Regions from separate parts of the Mus musculus genome. Here regions 1, 2, 3, 4 and 6 are each linked to region 5. A link is a contact called in public promoter capture Hi-C data. All regions are on one chromosome and are shown on one strand. Each heading gives the region's core, a stretch centred on a gene start, on an enhancer-like site or on the middle of the called end of the contact. The rest is flanking DNA. Distances are from core to core; before and after follow the strand shown. Region 1 holds the start of Chrnb1 (cholinergic receptor, nicotinic, beta polypeptide 1 (muscle)). Region 2 holds the start of Zfp3 (zinc finger protein 3). Region 3 holds the start of Gp1ba (glycoprotein 1b, alpha polypeptide). Region 4 holds the start of 4930544D05Rik (RIKEN cDNA 4930544D05 gene). Region 5 holds the start of Alox12 (arachidonate 12-lipoxygenase). Region 6 holds the start of Neurl4 (neuralized E3 ubiquitin protein ligase 4).

The links. Promoter capture Hi-C pulls out the DNA fragments that hold promoters and counts their contacts. Capture Hi-C pulls out chosen DNA fragments and counts their contacts.
Region 1: a promoter capture Hi-C map of liver shows a contact between it and region 5, with 2.5 times the contacts expected there. The contact joins the promoter of Chrnb1 here to the promoter of Alox12 in region 5. A contact is called at or near these places in 1 of 39 promoter capture datasets (liver), 2 of 115 datasets of contacts at active chromatin or transcription factors (bone marrow-derived macrophages and embryonic stem cells) and 1 of 9 other capture datasets (pancreatic islet).
Region 2: a promoter capture Hi-C map of second pharyngeal arch cranial neural crest shows a contact between it and region 5. The contact joins the promoter of Zfp3 here to the promoter of Alox12 in region 5. A contact is called at or near these places in 12 of 39 promoter capture datasets (cranial neural crest, embryonic stem cells, frontonasal cranial neural crest and 7 more), 2 of 15 datasets of contacts at CTCF or cohesin (large pre-B cells and stem cell-derived epiblast-like cells), 2 of 484 Hi-C or Micro-C datasets (CD4 T cells and cerebellum), 6 of 115 datasets of contacts at active chromatin or transcription factors (T-cell acute lymphoblastic leukemia, differentiating embryonic stem cells, embryonic basal ganglia and 3 more) and 1 of 9 other capture datasets (embryonic stem cells).
Region 3: a promoter capture Hi-C map of second pharyngeal arch cranial neural crest shows a contact between it and region 5. The contact joins the promoter of Gp1ba here to the promoter of Alox12 in region 5. A contact is called at or near these places in 10 of 39 promoter capture datasets (the 3T3-L1 cell line, cranial neural crest, embryonic stem cells and 7 more), 1 of 484 Hi-C or Micro-C datasets (cerebellum), 3 of 115 datasets of contacts at active chromatin or transcription factors (T-cell acute lymphoblastic leukemia, bone marrow-derived macrophages and embryonic stem cells) and 3 of 9 other capture datasets (adipose tissue, liver and pancreatic islet).
Region 4: a contact with region 5 is called in a promoter capture Hi-C map of embryonic stem cells. The contact joins the promoter of 4930544D05Rik here to the promoter of Alox12 in region 5. A contact is called at or near these places in 8 of 39 promoter capture datasets (the 3T3-L1 cell line, cranial neural crest, embryonic stem cells and 5 more), 1 of 484 Hi-C or Micro-C datasets (cerebellum), 5 of 115 datasets of contacts at active chromatin or transcription factors (bone marrow-derived macrophages, embryonic stem cells and neural tube) and 3 of 9 other capture datasets (adipose tissue, embryonic stem cells and pancreatic islet).
Region 6: a promoter capture Hi-C map of liver shows a contact between it and region 5. The contact joins the promoter of Neurl4 here to the promoter of Alox12 in region 5. A contact is called at or near these places in 3 of 39 promoter capture datasets (hippocampal neurons, neural stem cells and pre-B cells), 1 of 484 Hi-C or Micro-C datasets (B cells), 1 of 115 datasets of contacts at active chromatin or transcription factors (pancreatic cancer cells) and 2 of 9 other capture datasets (liver and pancreatic islet).

What each region holds. Positions count from the first base shown.
Region 1 is chr11:69,794,570-69,797,269 of GRCm38.p6, reverse strand. It overlaps Chrnb1 (cholinergic receptor, nicotinic, beta polypeptide 1 (muscle)), which reads left to right and starts at 1,333. Exons shown (of 11, transcript NM_009601.4): 1 at 1,333-1,448; 2 at 1,536-1,675; 3 at 2,257-2,301. The coding sequence starts at 1,391. Fgf11 (fibroblast growth factor 11) reads left to right here. Exons shown (of 5, transcript NM_001362623.1): 5 at 1-1,202.
Region 2 is chr11:70,763,196-70,765,895 of GRCm38.p6, reverse strand. Zfp3 (zinc finger protein 3) reads right to left here and starts at 1,449. Exons shown (of 2, transcript NM_177565.3): 1 at 1,347-1,449.
Region 3 is chr11:70,637,763-70,640,462 of GRCm38.p6, reverse strand. It overlaps Gp1ba (glycoprotein 1b, alpha polypeptide), which reads right to left and starts at 1,341. Exons shown (of 2, transcript NM_010326.3): 1 at 1,265-1,341; 2 at 1-1,059. The coding sequence starts at 1,053.
Region 4 is chr11:70,614,444-70,617,143 of GRCm38.p6, reverse strand. It overlaps 4930544D05Rik (RIKEN cDNA 4930544D05 gene), which reads right to left and starts at 1,250. Exons shown (of 4, transcript NM_001145537.1): 1 at 1,140-1,250; 2 at 840-1,040; 3 at 539-746; 4 at 254-386. The coding sequence starts at 1,205. The coding sequence ends at 346. Chrne (cholinergic receptor, nicotinic, epsilon polypeptide) reads left to right here. Exons shown (of 12, transcript NM_009603.1): 8 at 75-189; 9 at 1,369-1,483; 10 at 1,558-1,744; 11 at 1,830-1,936; 12 at 2,016-2,261. The coding sequence ends at 2,171. Mink1 (misshapen-like kinase 1 (zebrafish)) reads right to left here. Exons shown (of 33, transcript NM_001045964.1): 33 at 2,662-2,700.
Region 5 is chr11:70,254,009-70,256,708 of GRCm38.p6, reverse strand. It overlaps Alox12 (arachidonate 12-lipoxygenase), which reads left to right and starts at 1,339. Exons shown (of 14, transcript NM_007440.5): 1 at 1,339-1,571; 2 at 2,099-2,300. The coding sequence starts at 1,437. The region is part of intron 2 of Gm40191 (a long non-coding RNA gene); the gene reads right to left.
Region 6 is chr11:69,900,439-69,903,138 of GRCm38.p6, reverse strand. It overlaps Neurl4 (neuralized E3 ubiquitin protein ligase 4), which reads right to left and starts at 1,323. Exons shown (of 29, transcript NM_001013414.3): 1 at 954-1,323; 2 at 1-131. The coding sequence starts at 1,241. It overlaps 2810408A11Rik (RIKEN cDNA 2810408A11 gene), which reads left to right and starts at 2,225. Exons shown (of 9, transcript NM_001382461.1): 1 at 2,225-2,700. The coding sequence starts at 2,388.

The DNA.
Region 1 (2,700 bases), core at 84-2,583, 460 kb after region 5:
AATTAAAAACTGATTGGCTCTGAGCTGTGCTTGGTGGCACACACCTGTAATTCAGCACCCGGGAGGCTGAATCAGACAGATCCTGAGTTGGAGGCCATCCTGGGCTACAATAGCAAAACCCTGTCTCAAAAGCCAATACACACACACACATACACACACACACACACACACACACACAGAGAGAGAGAGAGAGAAAGAGAGAGAGAGAGAGAGAGAGAGAGAGAACTAATCAGTACTGAACGGATCAAGAACCACTTCTTGCTTTTCCTAAATAATTTTCTAAAAATAGTCCCTCCAGAATACTAACCTTACTTTTACATGGTTTCTAGTTTCAGCATTCCAACTAGGGTTCTGCCAGGGAGACAAGAGTCTGGGGAAAGATACAGGAATTCTGGAAGAATATACCTGGCTCCTAGAAGGGAAGCTGAGAGGGAGAAAATGCCATGGTATGATTGAACCTGTGTCTGAACACTTAGCTACCTCAGCAGGAATTCCTTCCAGATCCCTTTTAAAGCTGAGGACTTTCGTTCTGATATGGTATGCTGCATCTGTGAGGTAAAGGAGAGGAGGAGAATCAGGAAATAAAAGGCTAGCCTGGGCTACCTAGTGAGGTCAGGGCCAGCCTAGGCTATGTGAGACCCTGTCTCAAACAACAGGAAGCTAAGGTCTACAATGAGAATAACTCTAGAATTAAAAAGGACAAATAGGGACACAGCCTTGACTCCCCCTCACAGCAGAGAGACCCCCAACTCAGCAATAAGTTCAACTTCTCCGAGCCCTCTACAGGTCAGGCTTAGGAAACGAGGAGCCTCTTGGGCTCCCAGACCTCATATGTATCCCCAGAGCTTCTAACTAAATAGAATTTACTTTACTTTACAGCTTTTAAACCTCAGGTGGGTTCTAAGTACCCAAAAAGGACCTGAAAAACGGAGAAAGCCATGGGGAACCTCTAGTAAAATAGGAGGTAGATTCTGAGTCTAGCAGATGTAGGTGGAAACGTCTATTGAGGTCCTAAGGGAGGGGCTAGTGCTCAAAGACAGGTCACTTTTCCTCAGGCCCTTTTACTTCTGGCTTGTTGCAAGAGATGCCCCCCTCCCTCATACAAACCCCGCTCAGGCTCCGCCCATCTCCTGGCACTGCTCTCAGGGGACGGGGTCTCCACTTCATGCTTTCTGTAATTAAAGATGATTTATACAACCGGAGTGTTATCTGACATTTGTGAGTGGAGGGCGACTGCAGTTGCTCCGGGCGGGACCAAGTCCCGAGGGCGGGGCGGGTGGGCTGGCGTCTGGTCCCCCGACAACAGGTGCACATTCCTGGGCGCCTCGTCACTTCCCCTGGCCTGAGGCCGCTATCCGGACAAACTTCACTGAGCGAAAGAGGCAGGGCCATGGCCTTAGGGGCGCTGCTTCTGCTTCTAGGGGTACTCGGGACGCCCCTCGCCCCAGGTAAGTCAGTTTGGGTCTCCAAGAGGCAGTGATGAGCAATGGTCACGGCCAGCCCCGGGAGCGTCACTTAGTGCTTTCCTTCGTCAGGCGCCCGCGGGTCGGAAGCCGAAGGCCAACTGATTAAGAAACTTTTCTCCAACTATGATAGCTCGGTGAGGCCGGCGCGGGAGGTGGGAGACCGCGTCGGGGTCAGCATCGGCCTCACCCTGGCGCAACTCATCAGCCTGGTGAGAGCGGCACTGCGGGTGGAGTCGCTGGGCAGGACCGACTGGGGGCGTGGCTTTAGACGCTGCCCAGAAGATCGACAGCCTGGGGGCGGGCGGGTTATGCTAAGAGGCAGACAAGCCTTTGGCGGTGATTGGGTAAAAATCAGACCAATGAACTAGTTCATGGGCGAGGCCTCTATGATAGGTACAGAATACTGTTCTGCTAACTCGCCTGTGGGCGGGTTTTGAGGCGGAGCTGGGGCAGAAGGACCTGCTACCGGGAGGACCTCGAGGCGGGGCTGTGTAATATTCTAGCAAAGTCCAGCAGAGCTTGGTACCTAAGCAGTCAATAAACAACTCTGAGCGGAGATTCAGAGTTGTATCCATTAGACGCCGGGCGTGGCCCGTGACTTAACCTCGACGTAAAAGAAAGGAAAGCAGGCACCAAGGCTGGTGTTTCGAGATTGATATGAGATGGAGTTTGCACCCAAGAAGGTGCAATTTAGAGAAAGGGACTAGAGATTCCATGGAGAAAGTAACTCACCGAACCCTCGTTTCCACCCACTTCATTTCACTTCTGCCTTTTAACTTTTCCATTCTAGAACGAGAAGGATGAAGAAATGAGCACAAAGGTGTACTTAGACCTGGTATGGAGACCTCGTGGGTTAGGGAAAGGCACCCTGTTTCCTTTATATTAATCTCCTGGAGTCCTCATCCCAGTAAGATTTTTTTTTAATAGTAACTCACAACGTACACATATAATAACTGAAACAGAATTTTCGATCAACAAATTTAAGATACAAGTTTGGGGATCACTAATTTGAATTCCCATCCTTGAAAGATCCTGAACTGCATGCAGGTTGAACATCACTTTAGGGTGGCTAGTTCAATCTCTTCAGTTATTTCTTAAATTATTCTATTTTTATTTTATGTGAATGGGTGTTTTGCTTGCATATGTCTGTGAAGCACATGCATAACTGGTGTCCGTGGAAGCCAGAAGAGGGCCCCTGTTCTCCTGGAACTAGAGTTACAGATGTTTGGGCCTT
Region 2 (2,700 bases), core at 200-2,699, 510 kb before region 5:
CCCCAACAAGCGTTACTTCTTCATGCAGACATCATGCCACCGCATTATGCATTTGCTTTTCTCTAGGGCAGCGGTTCTCAACCTTCCTAGTGCCACTTCAACCCCATAGTACACACGTTGTGGTGACCTCCGACCATAAAATTATTTTCATTGCGTCTTCATAATTATAATTTTGCCATTACGAGTGGTAGTGTATATATTGTAAAGGGGATATTCAAGTCTCAGAGGGGTTGCACCTCACAGGCTGAGCACCACTGTTCTACAATGTGACCAAGGATGACATTCTACTCATCTTGTTAACCTCAGTGCTTAGCACATTTCTGATACCTGGAAAACATTAAGTGAGGTTTCTGAGCTATCTGGGTGAATGTCTGCAGTTGTTTTAAAGGTTAATTGAAGATTCCATTCACCATTGTCCCTAAAGAGACCAGAGCAGTGTCTGACAGATAACTGGTATCAACGTTTTATAAAAATAAGTTCTTAGCCGAGCACGATGACCCACACCTTTAATATCAGCACATGGAAGACAGAAGCAGATGGATCTCTGAAAGTCTTAAGTCAACCTGATCTACCTAGTGAGTTCAAGACTAGCCAGAGATATGTAGGGAGACCCTATCTCAAAAAAAAAAAAAAAAGTCAAACTAAGGCAACAACAAGAAAAGTTCTTTCTCCCAAGACACTATTTATCTTCCTCCTTTGGTATCCAGGATCAAGGGAACTCTGTCAATTCTGTGCTCAATTCAGTCTCATTTATGATTATTATTATTATTCTTAACTATGTGTAGTTGTGTGTTGCTACAGAGTTATAGATGTGTGTGCACATGAGTTACAGATGATACGAGGCGCCTGATTTGAGTTCTGGGAACCAAACTAGGGTCTTCTGGAAGAGCAGCAAGAACTACTGTGTCTTCTCTTTAGTCCCAATTCTATCATCTTTCTTTAACCTTAGTAAGCCAATGTCCTGCCTGCCAGCACAGGTCACAACATGCCACGGGGCCCCCAATTTTTGCCTGCTATTCGTTCTAGCAGTATACTTAGAGAATGAAATGAGAGAGAGAGAGAGAGAGAAGAAAAATAGGCATAGGTCTTTGGCATGCCCGTGTCGGAGCCTGCTTCTCCAGTTTCCCTGGCTGACAAGGCCTGCAAGCAGAATTAGGATCGGGCCCCTGACAGTGCCCAGGCTCCACCCTCTCCGTGTGCAAATGAGTAGGAGCCCCCGATGCCATAAAGTCCAAGGTCACACAGCAAACCCGAGTCAGGGGCGGGCCTACAGTCAGAACTCCAGCTCCAGGCCGGGAGCCCCGCGCCCTCCTCCCCCGGGCACGACGGAACCAGAGAGGCCTCACCGCTGGCGGATGCCGCCCACGCTCCCTCCGCCGGGCCCGAGGCGCTGCACCGCGGCGCGCACAGAACCGCAGCTGTTGTCTGGTGTCACGGGCGACCCACGCCGGCCACTTCCGGTACCGGGCGCACTGCGGCCAATCCGCGCGAGCCGCACTCGCGGGAGGAACAGGTGGCCAGCGAGCCCACGCCCCCATGCCCGTCTCAGCTTTCCCGTCTGCCGTTCTCGCCCACATTCACCCCATCTTCGCCCGGTCGGACAGGGCCGGTCGGCTAGCTGGAATGTCCCATGCACCTCGCGAAACCCACTGTGTCCCTTGACCACTGACGCGCAGGGTCCTCCCGGTTTCCTAGACGGGCCCCGGGGATGCACTTCCGCCCCGCAGCAGCCGCTCTGCGCGCCCCTGACGTTTCCGTGGGCTGGAAAACTCGAAACTCCGCCACGCTTCCCGCGGGGACGTGTCGAGCAGCCGCGTTTGTGCCTCACCTCCCGCTTTCCAAGAGTCTGTCAACTCCGGTTCCTAGATTTAGGGTGCGCCTGTCATCTTCTAGGAGCGAGGGGGGAGGGGAGGCCTGCTTTGAGGTCAGGAAGGCTTCAGGGAGTGATGCTTTGACAAAAAACTCAAGGTTGAGTGTGATTTCCGTTTTCCGCAGGCAATGGGAACTGCACTATTTGCTGGCCTTTCTCTCTTCTTGAATAAATTTGGTCTTTTAGCACAGCACGTATGTGACTATGAATGTGGTGATCCTCCTGCCTCAGCCTTCCAACTGCTGAAGTGAGCAACCAAGCCCAGTGAAGTAGATCTCTGTGTGGGGGAGGGAGAGGTTGAGGCAGTTAGGACTGGCCTTGAATTAATTATGCTCAGTGGTGGCCCTGGCTTGACTAATCACATTATCCCCTTCCTTCTGACTGGTCCAGAGGTGAACATTAGATACAAATAAGACTGAACAGTCCTTCCTTCCAGTTGCTATCTGGGAAGGTGGTGCAGTTTGAAGCAACATTTGTAAGGAATCAGGTCTTTTCTGAAGCCATGGTCTTTGTAATAGACCTAAACAAGGAGATCTGAACCGAGAAAAGGCAAAGGAGGCTGGGGGTGTGGCTTAGAGGTCGAGCACTTGCCTGGAATGTGCTAGGTAGGCCCTAAATTCAACCCCTAGTACTGTTAAACAAAATAAATAAATGAAATAAAAACAAGACATTTGAAGAAAAGGCAGGGGGGGTAACTAGTTTTGAGTAACTAGTTCTGAGGTAAGGGCTGGGGAGATGACTCATGGAGTTAAAGCACTTGCCATGCAGTGGAAGGACCTGAGTTCGAATCCCCAGAGCCCATGAGCAACTGTAATCCCGATGCTCCAAAA
Region 3 (2,700 bases), core at 92-2,591, 380 kb before region 5:
GTGGATGAATGTAGATTGTTTCTTAGTGGGTTTATGAGTTGGAGGCAAAGAAATCATTTGGCTGTCTTGAGAAGTAGAAGGTGCTGCGGCGAGTAGGCTCCAGTGGGTAGTATGAACTTTAGTGTTAGTAGAGAACTTGACCTCAGTTCTTGTGGCAGGGACGTCAGGGATATCATCATAGTCATCATAGTCTGTGTCACCACTACTAGTAGGGCAGCCCTTCCCTGGGTAGGAGTAGACAGGCGCATTGTCCAAGTTGGCACATCGTACACTGGCCACGTTAGGAGTTGTGTCCTTGACATCCACACCCTGCTTCCATAAGTAGACATTGTTGGCATTTTCCTGGAGCCAGTGACGGAAGTAGAGGATTTCACAATCACAGTACCAGCTGTTGGCGTGGAGAAAAACAAAAGGCAAGAGGAGGGTCCCAAAGAAGCCCTTTGGTATTGTGCGAAGCCAGTTCCTTTGAAGGTAGAGGGTATCAAGATCCTCCAGCCCATCTAGGAGCCCAGAGGGCAGCTCACGCAATTTGTTGTTGGCCAGATTGAGTTTCTTCAGCTTGGTCGTTGGCAACAAGAGCCCGGGGGGCAGACTCTTAAGATCATTGTTCTGCAAGTAGAGCTCTTGGAGTTGGCTTAGGCCATCCAGGACACCAGGAGACAGTGAGCCCAACTTGTTGAAGGAGACGTCTAGAGTAGTGAGTGCAGGCAATGCCCATCCTAGGGAGGGCAGGCTTTTCAGGTTATTATGGGATAAGTCCAGGTTTTCCAGCTTTATCAGTTTACCATTGGTCTGCAGGCTCGTCAGCTCACATCTATCCAGGTACAGATAAGTGAGGTGAGTGAAATGCACCAGTGATGCTGTGGAGAAGGTACCCAGTTGGTTCTCGCCCAGGTGGAGGATGCCTGTGTCTGCTGGCAGGTCTGCAGGCAGTGCTGTCAGCTTCTTGTTCTCACAGTTTACTTCCAGCAGGCTGGTCACTTTGGAGATACTACAAGTGTGCTGGGAATGCAAGGGACTTGGCAGCAGGAAGAGCAAGATGAGGAGAGCCATATGAACCTGTGGGCAAAGGGATGCCACCCATTACATCATTTTCCCAGCTTTTAGCCCTTCACTGCTGCAGTTCTTAGGATCCCATCTAGAAACAGCTTCCACACCTCCCAGACTTTTCTCTCCTTTTCCACCCCTGCCTCCAGCCCTTGGTTCTTATTCCCTCCTTAGAACCTTCTCCACCTCTGGTCCCAGCCCCAGCTTACAGTCAGACAGACAGTCCTTTGGAGGAACAGAGCTTCTTCCAGGCTATGACTCGGTCCTTCTCTCTACTAGCTGCAAGGAGAGCCAGCCCAAGAGCAGGAAGGAGATAGAGTTGGGGAGGAAATGACAACCTGATAATCAGCTCCTGTGACCCAGGGAACAGTCTCCCTTGCGGGCAAAGGCTCTTATCAGCTCTCTGCACAGCATTCCCCAAAGCCCTCCTTTTGGTTTTACATTCTCACTTTCCTTCCACCCCGGAGAGATCTAGAGACTTTGCAGCTACTAGCCACCAGCATTCAAAAGCTCCTTTGAGTGCTGCCTCTCTTCTCCATAGCAGTTCTTAGAGATGTCATGCTTCCTTACACTCCATGCCACCTTCCTACCCTAAGCTGAGCCCCTCCCGAATCTGGGGACTGCTGACATTCTAGTCTGCATCCCCTGGGCACGTGACTGGTATTCTCTAAACTGTTTTTGTAGCCTCCATACTCAGGACTATTCCTTCCTGGGGATGTGACAAGTGACACTCATTTTCTCTAGCCTGTGTGGTTGGTCCTTCTCAGACTCCTCTGTGGCTTCCTCTAGCTTTCTGGAGCAGTAAACCTGCTTCCAGAGGCTTCATAGGTTTTTGTATCATAACCCCATAAGTGCCTGGGAAATACTTTGCTGTGCATTTAATCACCACTTCTGCCCTAGACTTAAGTCTTTATCTCTAGTCTAGATCCTGTTTCCTGAGGCCTACATACTTAACATTAGATGCCACTTGGAGTTCTCTTCTTACATGTTCTTCAAGTATAGAAACAGTGTACATCACTGAGAGGTTCTGACAGGAAGGCCATGAGTTTGAAGCCAGCTTGAGCTACAAAAGAAGACCCTTCTCATTAAAACAACAATAATAACAATGACGACAATGACAACAACAACAAAATAACATCGAAAACTCAAGTATATTAAAAATCAAGTTCATTATGCAAATAGCTTCATCTGCTGGCCTGAGGTATAGGACTGTCTATAACACCAGTCCATGGGAAGCAGAGGCAGGAAGATCATGAGTTTGGGGCCATCCTGAGCTGTATACTGAGACCGCAAACCAAACAAAAAAGAAGCCCCATAAAAAAAAAAATAGCTTCTCCTCCTCTGTTGTCCACAGCTACTCAGTTACCTGGTCCTTTTAAACACTTCCTGATACTCCTTCCACCTTAACACCCTGCTATCAAATCCTCCTGATTTTAACTCTGGTCTCTTTGAAATCCTTCCATCTTCCACTCCCCAGCCCAAGGCACTATCTTCTTTGCTGCAGTAGCCTTCTGGTTGGTTTCTAAATTTTTTTAACTTCCCTTCTATTTCACCTAGGAGAACTGCAGATTTGCTAGTCTTTCAACTACTAGAACTCACCAGTGCCTCCTGACAGTTCTCAAAAGGCAATCTGAAGTACCTAAACAGGGTCTT
Region 4 (2,700 bases), core at 1-2,500, 360 kb before region 5:
AGGGGTGACCCTGACTCCTGAACCCCAGGCTGGGCTTGCTCCCTGGCTTGCCTCTCACAGCTTGCTCCCTCTAGCTGGTGGCCAGAAATGCACGGTCTCTATCAACGTCCTGCTAGCCCAGACTGTCTTCTTGTTTCTAATTGCCCAGAAAATTCCAGAGACTTCTCTGAGCGTGCCACTGCTGGGCAGGTAATCTCAAAGTGGATCCCACAGAGATAGGGGCATGCATGGAGAATGTAGCCAAAGAAGGCTTGCATAGGGACCTGGTGTTGTCCCGTTCTGGACTTTTATTTGGACACAGGGTTGGACTGGGACAGTGATGGATTATCTGTTCCCCCATTCTCCTCACTGCTGCTGGGCGACACCTTGAGGTTTCCCGAGTCTCTCTGTTAAGAGGACAGTATAGTTCAGCATCTCCTTAATCATACCTCCTCTGACCCATGTCGCACCCTTTATCCCAAACGCACCGGATCCCCAGGGACCCCAAGGCCCAGTTGGCATAGGGTTTGTGGCAGAGATGAGGTAGACCCGTGCAAACCTCGTCCACACAGGTACAACCACGCCCCCTGGATCAGGTACCGGGCACTTGCGCCAGCTGCCGTTCCAGCTTGCCGAATCCCCTGCCCTGCGGCCAGGGCTACACGGGCCAGCGCCCTACCAGGATCCCCAGTGTCTGGGGCTGGGCCTGGGCAGTCGTTGCCGCCGTCCAGTCGCTGCACCTCCTGCTGCAGCCACAGGGCCGAGATCTACATTGGGGCATATGGGCTAGAGGTCCTTGCTTTTGTTGGCCTAGCCCTCTCCCCCTTTTATTCCCATCCCTCAGCCTCCCAGAGCAGCACCTCTAACAAGGTGGCTCCAAAGCTCATGATGCTGGCTGCAGCTTCTCTTAGCACCAGCCCTAGGGTGGCCTTCTGGGTGGGCGACTTGTCGGATTCCAGGGGGTCCTGGGACTTAAGCTCTCTGAACCTTTGCACCAGATATTCGTGAGCTGCGGCCACAGCAAGTTCCAGGGAAGATAGAAGTGGAGGCTGTAAGGCCACCTGGAGGAGCAAGGGTAGTGAGTGGAATGATCACATGGAAAGGGCCATAGCAGGAAGAGCTGGGGACCTCTCCAGATTCTGCCATTCTAATACCCTCACCTCGGTGGAGCTGTGGAAGTGGTAGACCCACAGCAGGGTGTCCAAATTGCTGGGAATCCCCTTCATGTCCGCAACAGATGGTATATGCAGAAGGGCCAGGACAATACTGGCATCGTTGAGGAGGATCAAGAAGTAACGCCACCAGCTGTGCGGAGGTGGTATTTGTGAGGTAGAGGGCAGCTAGTGCCTTGTTTGTGGGGTGCTGTGACATCAGGCTTCTGTATATCAGGTATCTTATATTCGTCATGGTGGTTGCCACGCTCATTGTCATGAATTGCGTCATCGTGCTCAACGTATCTTTGAGGACGCCAACGACTCATGCTACATCCCCTCGGCTGCGCCAGGTAAGCGCTGGTTGGAGAAAGTACTGCCCAGGGGTGGGAAGCGGGCTTGGAACCTCTCTCTGCCCCGGCTGCAGATTTTATTAGAGCTGCTGCCGCGTCTCCTGGGCTCGAGCCCACCCCCAGAGGATCCCCGAACTGCCTCACCAGCGAGGCGTGCCTCGTCTGTGGGCATTCTGCTCAGAGCGGAGGAGCTCATCTTGAAAAAGCCGCGGAGCGAACTCGTGTTTGAGGGTCAGAGGCATCGGCACGGAACTTGGACCGGTAAGCACTGCTCTTGGGTCAAAGGCATACACTCGCCGTTAGGGACGCTCTTTTAATGACCTAGCGCTTGCTGTTGCCTTAGCAGCAGCCCTCTGCCAGAACCTGGGTGCTGCAGCCCCAGAAATCCGCTGCTGTGTGGATGCTGTGAACTTTGTGGCTGAGAGCACAAGAGACCAGGAAGCCACTGGAGAGGTGGGTTGGGAGGTTGAGGCGGAGCAGTGCTAGATGCCCCGCCCTCCAGGCTCCTCCCTCGCTAAGCTCTCTCTCACAGGAACTGTCCGACTGGGTGCGTATGGGGAAGGCCCTGGACAATGTCTGTTTTTGGGCAGCTTTGGTGCTCTTCAGCGTTGGTTCTACTCTCATCTTCCTTGGGGGTTACTTCAACCAAGTTCCTGATCTCCCTTACCCACCGTGCATCCAACCATGAGCCTGCACTGGCACCCACCTCTCCCCCACCCCCCAAGAAAGAGATTTTGAAAACAGGCCGCTGACAATAAATCTGGTTTGTGAACTTGCAGGAGGGGTTGTGTGGTCATGTGGGTGGGTCCAACTCCTCAGGGAAGTAGAAGATGGGTGGGTGGTTTGGTCAGGCACTTGGAGGCAATTGGTTCAATTTTGCTCTTGGCTCCTTCTAACCTAAAGAATGTTTATCTAGTTGATAGCCAATGAGGTTTTTACAAGACCCAGATATAGAAACACTGAAGCCAGAAGTCTGGCCTGGCCCTGCTGGGGCTGGTAAAAACTATTCTCAAAGGGTCCTACCGTGTCAGGACTGATCCCTGGCCTATTCATCCACCTTACTTCGTCTCTATTATCACAGTAACTTCACAGAGCCTAATGCCTTTCCTCTACCCTCTGCATTCTCAACTCTCAAATCTCTCCAGGATTGAGAGAGAACAATAGTAGGATCTCAAAATGGTGGAAGCTGGTTGAATTGTCTTTATTAACAAAGGGGA
Region 5 (2,700 bases), core at 90-2,589:
CCAATCCAGAGCACAGAACTTCTAGGCAGGAATGGGCCTGGAGAGTGTGCAATAGTAACCCACGAAGGACCTGACATGCCCAGGGTTTGGAGGCCTGAAGGTGTGACCTGGAAAGTCTCAGACTTTTCCTTCCTGCAAGCAGCAGCATCCTAGGTCCAGAAAACAGATCCTCCTGGCCCTGGCCTAGCCACCAAACTAGAACATCTTAGTTTACAGGAACCTAGTTAGGGACATGTACATGTGACAAAATCTGAGTCCTGAACAAGTTTCCCACTATTCACAAGGTCCCTAACCAAGTGTCATTCTCACCGCTGCTCATGACTTTACTTTTCTGAGACCCAAGGCCAGGAGATAACTTGGGAAGAAAATCCAACCTGGGCTCCACTAAAGAAAGGCTCACTCTCCTTACCTGGAAGAAATAAACTCGTGAAACCCACCCACTGGACTGTAACTGATTCTATACTGCACCCTCCTACCCAGACTGGTACTCTGCATCCGAGATCTGGAGGAGGTTGGACAAAATCATTCACTGTCCTTGGCCTCCCTCAAGATGCGTGGCCCATGACACTTTTGTGTATTTGAAATCTTAAAGTCGGAGCTGGAGAGATGGCTCAGCGGTTAAAAGGGCTTACTGTTCTTCCAGAGGTCCTGAGTTCAGTTCCCAGCAACCACATGGTGGCTCACAACCATCTGTAATGGGATCTGATGCCCTCTACTGGTGTGTCTAAGACAGTGACAGTGTATTTACATACATAAAATAAGTAAATCTTTTTTTTTTAAAGAGAGAAAGAGAGAAAAGAAGGAAGGAAGGAAGGAAGGAAGGAAGGAAGGAAGGAAGGAAGGAAAAGAAATCGTAAAGTCTTATGTTCAGGTGAGTGGGAGACCATGAGGGTGGGGGAGAAGGCAGGGGTGGGGTTCTAAGTCTGGAAACGCTGTCTTTTCAGGCTCAAGGCAGCCTGGGAATCCCTGGGGGTTTACTGAAGGGGTGACTTCAAAAGCAGTACAGAGCAGGGACTGGGGGTGTTTGGGGACCACAGATGGTTTTAGCAGCTGGGCATCCCCCAGGCCCTCCCAGGCTCACCTGCTATAGGCATTCCTCTCAGCCCAGAAAAGACACTTCTTTTCCCTCCGTTTGAAAAATGGTTTCAACCCCTTTGCAAGTTCTCCTAAAAGCCCAGAGACCTTGGGAAGGGCCTCCTTAGCTCCCACTGTAGCTGATCCAAACGCACACCCCTTTCCCAAAGCCTGTTCTTGGGCTGGGCTAGCAGGTTCAGACTAGTCTGGGGCGGGGACTTGGGAGTGCCTAGGAGTTGTGAGGGCGGGGACACAGATCCATCTTTTTAAAGTTTTGGACCTGGCCCCGAGGCGACGGTGGCCCTGGGCGGTCTTCGAATTGAACTTAACTTGGATCGCCTCCTGAGAGGCCAGAGGGAGCCATGGGCCGCTACCGCGTCCGTGTGGTCACTGGGGCCTGGCTCTTCTCCGGATCCCTCAACCTAGTGCGTTTGTGGCTGGTTGGGGAGCACCGGGAGGCGAAACTGGAGCTGCAACTGCGGCCAGCGCGGGGCAAGGTCAGTGAGCAAGAACTGGGGCCCTCTACTGTCCAAGCAGAGAGTAGGAGGATGGCAAGGGACAGGAGACTAGGGTCTGTGACAGTAAGACCGCGATGGAGATTTGTAGAGGTGGGACACCGGGAGTGATGTCAACTACGGGCCCCGGGTGGTCTCCTTTCCCACACCCCAGCCCAGGCAGCCCTCTGAGTCCTGCATTCTTAGCCCCAGAGCCGATTTAAATACAGGACTTGAGGTCAGTCGAAGCTCCTCCAAGTTCCGGTGTGGTGGGAGCTCAGTGAACGGGATGAGACAGGCGATGATCGTCATCATCTGCTCAAATCTCTGGTCAGCGCGCTGTAGACGCTGGTCTTCCCTCAGAAATGGGACATCTTAGACCCGCCAGACAGGTTAGGGGTGGAAGAGGGAAGGAGAGCAGGGGCGAGGTGTGTTCTTTGACGGCTGCGGTAAGCTGAGGCTCCACAAAGGGGAGGCTCGGCCACCGAAAGGCTTCTCCCAATCCCTTCTATTAAGTGTGGTCCCCGCAGGAGGAGGAGTTTGACTTCGACGTTCCCGAGGACTTGGGGCCACTGCAGTTTGTGAAACTGCACAAACAGCACACAGTTGTGGATGACGCCTGGTTCTGCAACCTCATCACAGTTCAGGGGCCGGGGACAAGTGCAGAGGCCGTGTTTCCCTGCTACCGCTGGGTGCAGGGAGAGGGAATCCTGAGCCTCCCGGAGGGGACAGGTGAGCGGGGCAGCATCCTACCCTGGGGGAGTGGACGAAGAGGGAAAGGGCAGTGCTGGCGGCGAGGGTGTGGAGGAATAGGGCTAAAGAGGAGGAGAGGGAAAGAACTTGGAGAAAGGGTGGGCAGAAACGGAACAGTGAGTTTCTAGGGCGCAAGTGAGGAAATGAGAAGTTATGAATTCCCCAAGTGTTTCCCAGGATAAGTGATGTTGCAAATGAATTAAAGAGGGAAGTAAGAGATCTGGAGACTCTGTTTTCCTAGATAGAAAGAAGGTCATGGAGCCGGGGACACAAATGGAGAAGTAAAGAAAACAGTAGTACTGTGATTCGGAACCCGTGGGGAGAGGGACAGGTGAGGGGCTCAGAGAACAAGAGCTGGTGGCCAATGAGCAACGGGGCC
Region 6 (2,700 bases), core at 74-2,573, 350 kb after region 5:
TCCCGCAGCACTGAGCAGCCTGACACTACCCAGGAGCCTCCCTTCAGCCCGGTGGCACTGCTCGGGAAGTCCAACACACTGGGATCCAGTGCTGTCACTCCAATCTCAATGGAGCCACTCCAGGAGTTGACCTATGAGAGGGTGGTGGACAGAGTTTCTGTATGAAATCCCATCACCAGAGGCCACATTCCAGAGCACCGTGTGCCTCTCACCCTGTCCTCTGAGGCCACTGACATAGACACACAAATAATTTTTGGAACTAGCCTCCATAACTACCAGGACCCACTGGCTCTCAGCATCTGTGTCTGCTGACACGTGTTTTAGCACATCACCCCCTCTACCCACTGAACAAGCTGGTTAAAGGCCCTGGTTTTAACCCGATCTCCTCTTACTTCCCAGTCTCTGTAGCTCCTCAGCCACTCCAATCCCATGCTTCTTAGGTCCACAATGCTCGCTCTCCTACATCACTCTCATTCCCAACCCCAATACTCTAGTAGGGCAAAGCTCCACCCAAATTCATTCTCTTCTCTTTCCAAATTCGTTTTGGAGTCAAGCAAGTCACATACACTCCCTTTTTCGCATGTCTCCTCATCTATCTTTCTGGTTTGGGACGTTTGTCAACAGTTTGCGCTTTTTATTATTTCTCTACTCTTCCATCTCGGGCACCTGTCAGTCTTCCATCCCTAAGAGATTGTGCTAGACGTGTTCACTAGCCATTCTAACCACCGGACCCTGGCTCCCTGTCCTGCGGGAAACGAATGCTCCTTCAGAATGAATGTGTCTGCTCCGTGTCCTTCTCCTTTCTCTTCCCCGGTGCACTACAGTGTGCCGGCTCGCTATCGGTACCTGGAGGCTCGGTTGGAGATGCAGACCTTCTGGCAGTCCTACCGCTTCTCCCTCCCGTCCCCTCCCACTCCCCTCCACACCTCGTTTCAGCTGCCCCGGCTTTGCACCTTGCGGTCGATGCGGACGGTGAAGACGCGTCCATCGCGCAAGGGTTCTCGGCTCAGCACCAGCCCGTGGTTAAACTCTTGGCCCGGCTGCTGCCGCCGCGCCGTGCGCCCGCAGGCCGACAGGCTGACCAAGCGCCCGGTGCGCGGGTGCAGCTCCCCGCCACCGCCGAGACCCCCGCCGGACCCCAGGCCTGGTCCGCTGCTGCCAGGGCCCCCACCCCCGCCGGGCCCCGGTCCTGGCCCGGGGCCCGCCCCAGAGCCCCCACTCCCACCCGACCCCGCCGCCATCGCCGCTGATACCGCGGCCGCGCGACAGCCGCGCTTGGCGGCACCGTGGCAACCGCGGCGGCCAGACGCCCTGGGGGAATACGGCCGGGGGGCTGGGGCCTGGTGTGCTTTACGGCACTGAAGCGTCCGCAGCTAAGGAACCGAGGTCTCTCACGAGGGGAACGGAAGGACGACGGGGTCGGGGGACTGCTTTACGGCCCAGCGGGACGACAGAGGCTACGAGAGCCGGGAAGATTTGGGCTGCTTTTGCGACAGTGGATGGCAGAATCGCCCGCCGCAGGCGTCTTTGCGACGAAGGCGTGCTGGCGCCCAGATACACTTTGCGACGTCGCCCGGCGCCTTGGACCCAACCCTTGTTAGGGAAAAGCGACATATTAGAGCATTCGCCTTAACGCAAGGGCTGGTGGCTTCCCCTAACACCGCACGCTTTAAGGCGATGGAAGTAAACGCTATCTTCGGGACAGAGAAAAAGTAGTTTTATAAATCCAAGTCTCAGCCCTTCACAGTGCCGAGGCCGGAAATGTCGCAATCCGATCACGCATCACACCTCTCCTTGACCCAGTCTCGCACCTCACCCCGCTCCGGCCCCACAGACTTTGCATCACACCTCTCCTACCCGCACACATTTCAAGGCCAACTTGAGCTCTGTGCCAATGAAACTCTTAAATCTTAAAAGTTACTAATAAAAATCCTAGCGGTGTCCCGTTGGGTAATCTCAAGGGACAGAGCGGACACCTCTGAGAGGTTACCTGAGAGCTATTAACAGAACCCAGCCCTACTCAGGCTCTCCCTGGTGTTGCGGGGCTGTGACATCACAAGGCTCCTCACCGCTGGCCAGGCCCCTTGACTGTGATTGGTTGATTCGGAGAAGGGCGGTGATGGAGAAGGGCGGGAACAAATTACAGAGACAAAGAAAGTCTTGGGGTGTAACAATAAGGGAAGGGTGTGCGGAGGAACTCCCAGGCTGAAGTCTGATAGTCGACCTTTCACCTGCCTCAGCGCCAGGGAGAAGAGGCAGAGGAGGTCCGGTCTGACCCGGAGCCCCCAGCGCCCACCGCCCGCCGCGATGGGGGCAGGGCCAACGGGCAGGGCTATGTGCAGCTAGAAGGGTAGGCAGTGGAATTGAAGTGGTTACCAAGTTGAGCTATGGAGAAGCCGGAGTCTCTCGCACCTGTTAGTGGCCTCAGTGCAGAATCCCCTGGGGGGGTTTCTAGGGCAGTACCTGGCAGTGCCAGAGGTATGCAAACAGACACCGGATTACCCCCCGGAGTAGCCTTGCTTCGCGGTCCTGGCTCCCTCTTGCATTCCGGGAACCCTGTAGTCCGCAGTCCTGGTCCAATTCAGCCCTCTGAAGGGGCAGTGACCCTCAATTCAGGACCCGCTCCGCAACTTCAGGAGGTTGCAAGCCTTGGGTCCAGCACATCCCCTGGCACTGGAACTGGTGCAACTAAGGCGTCCA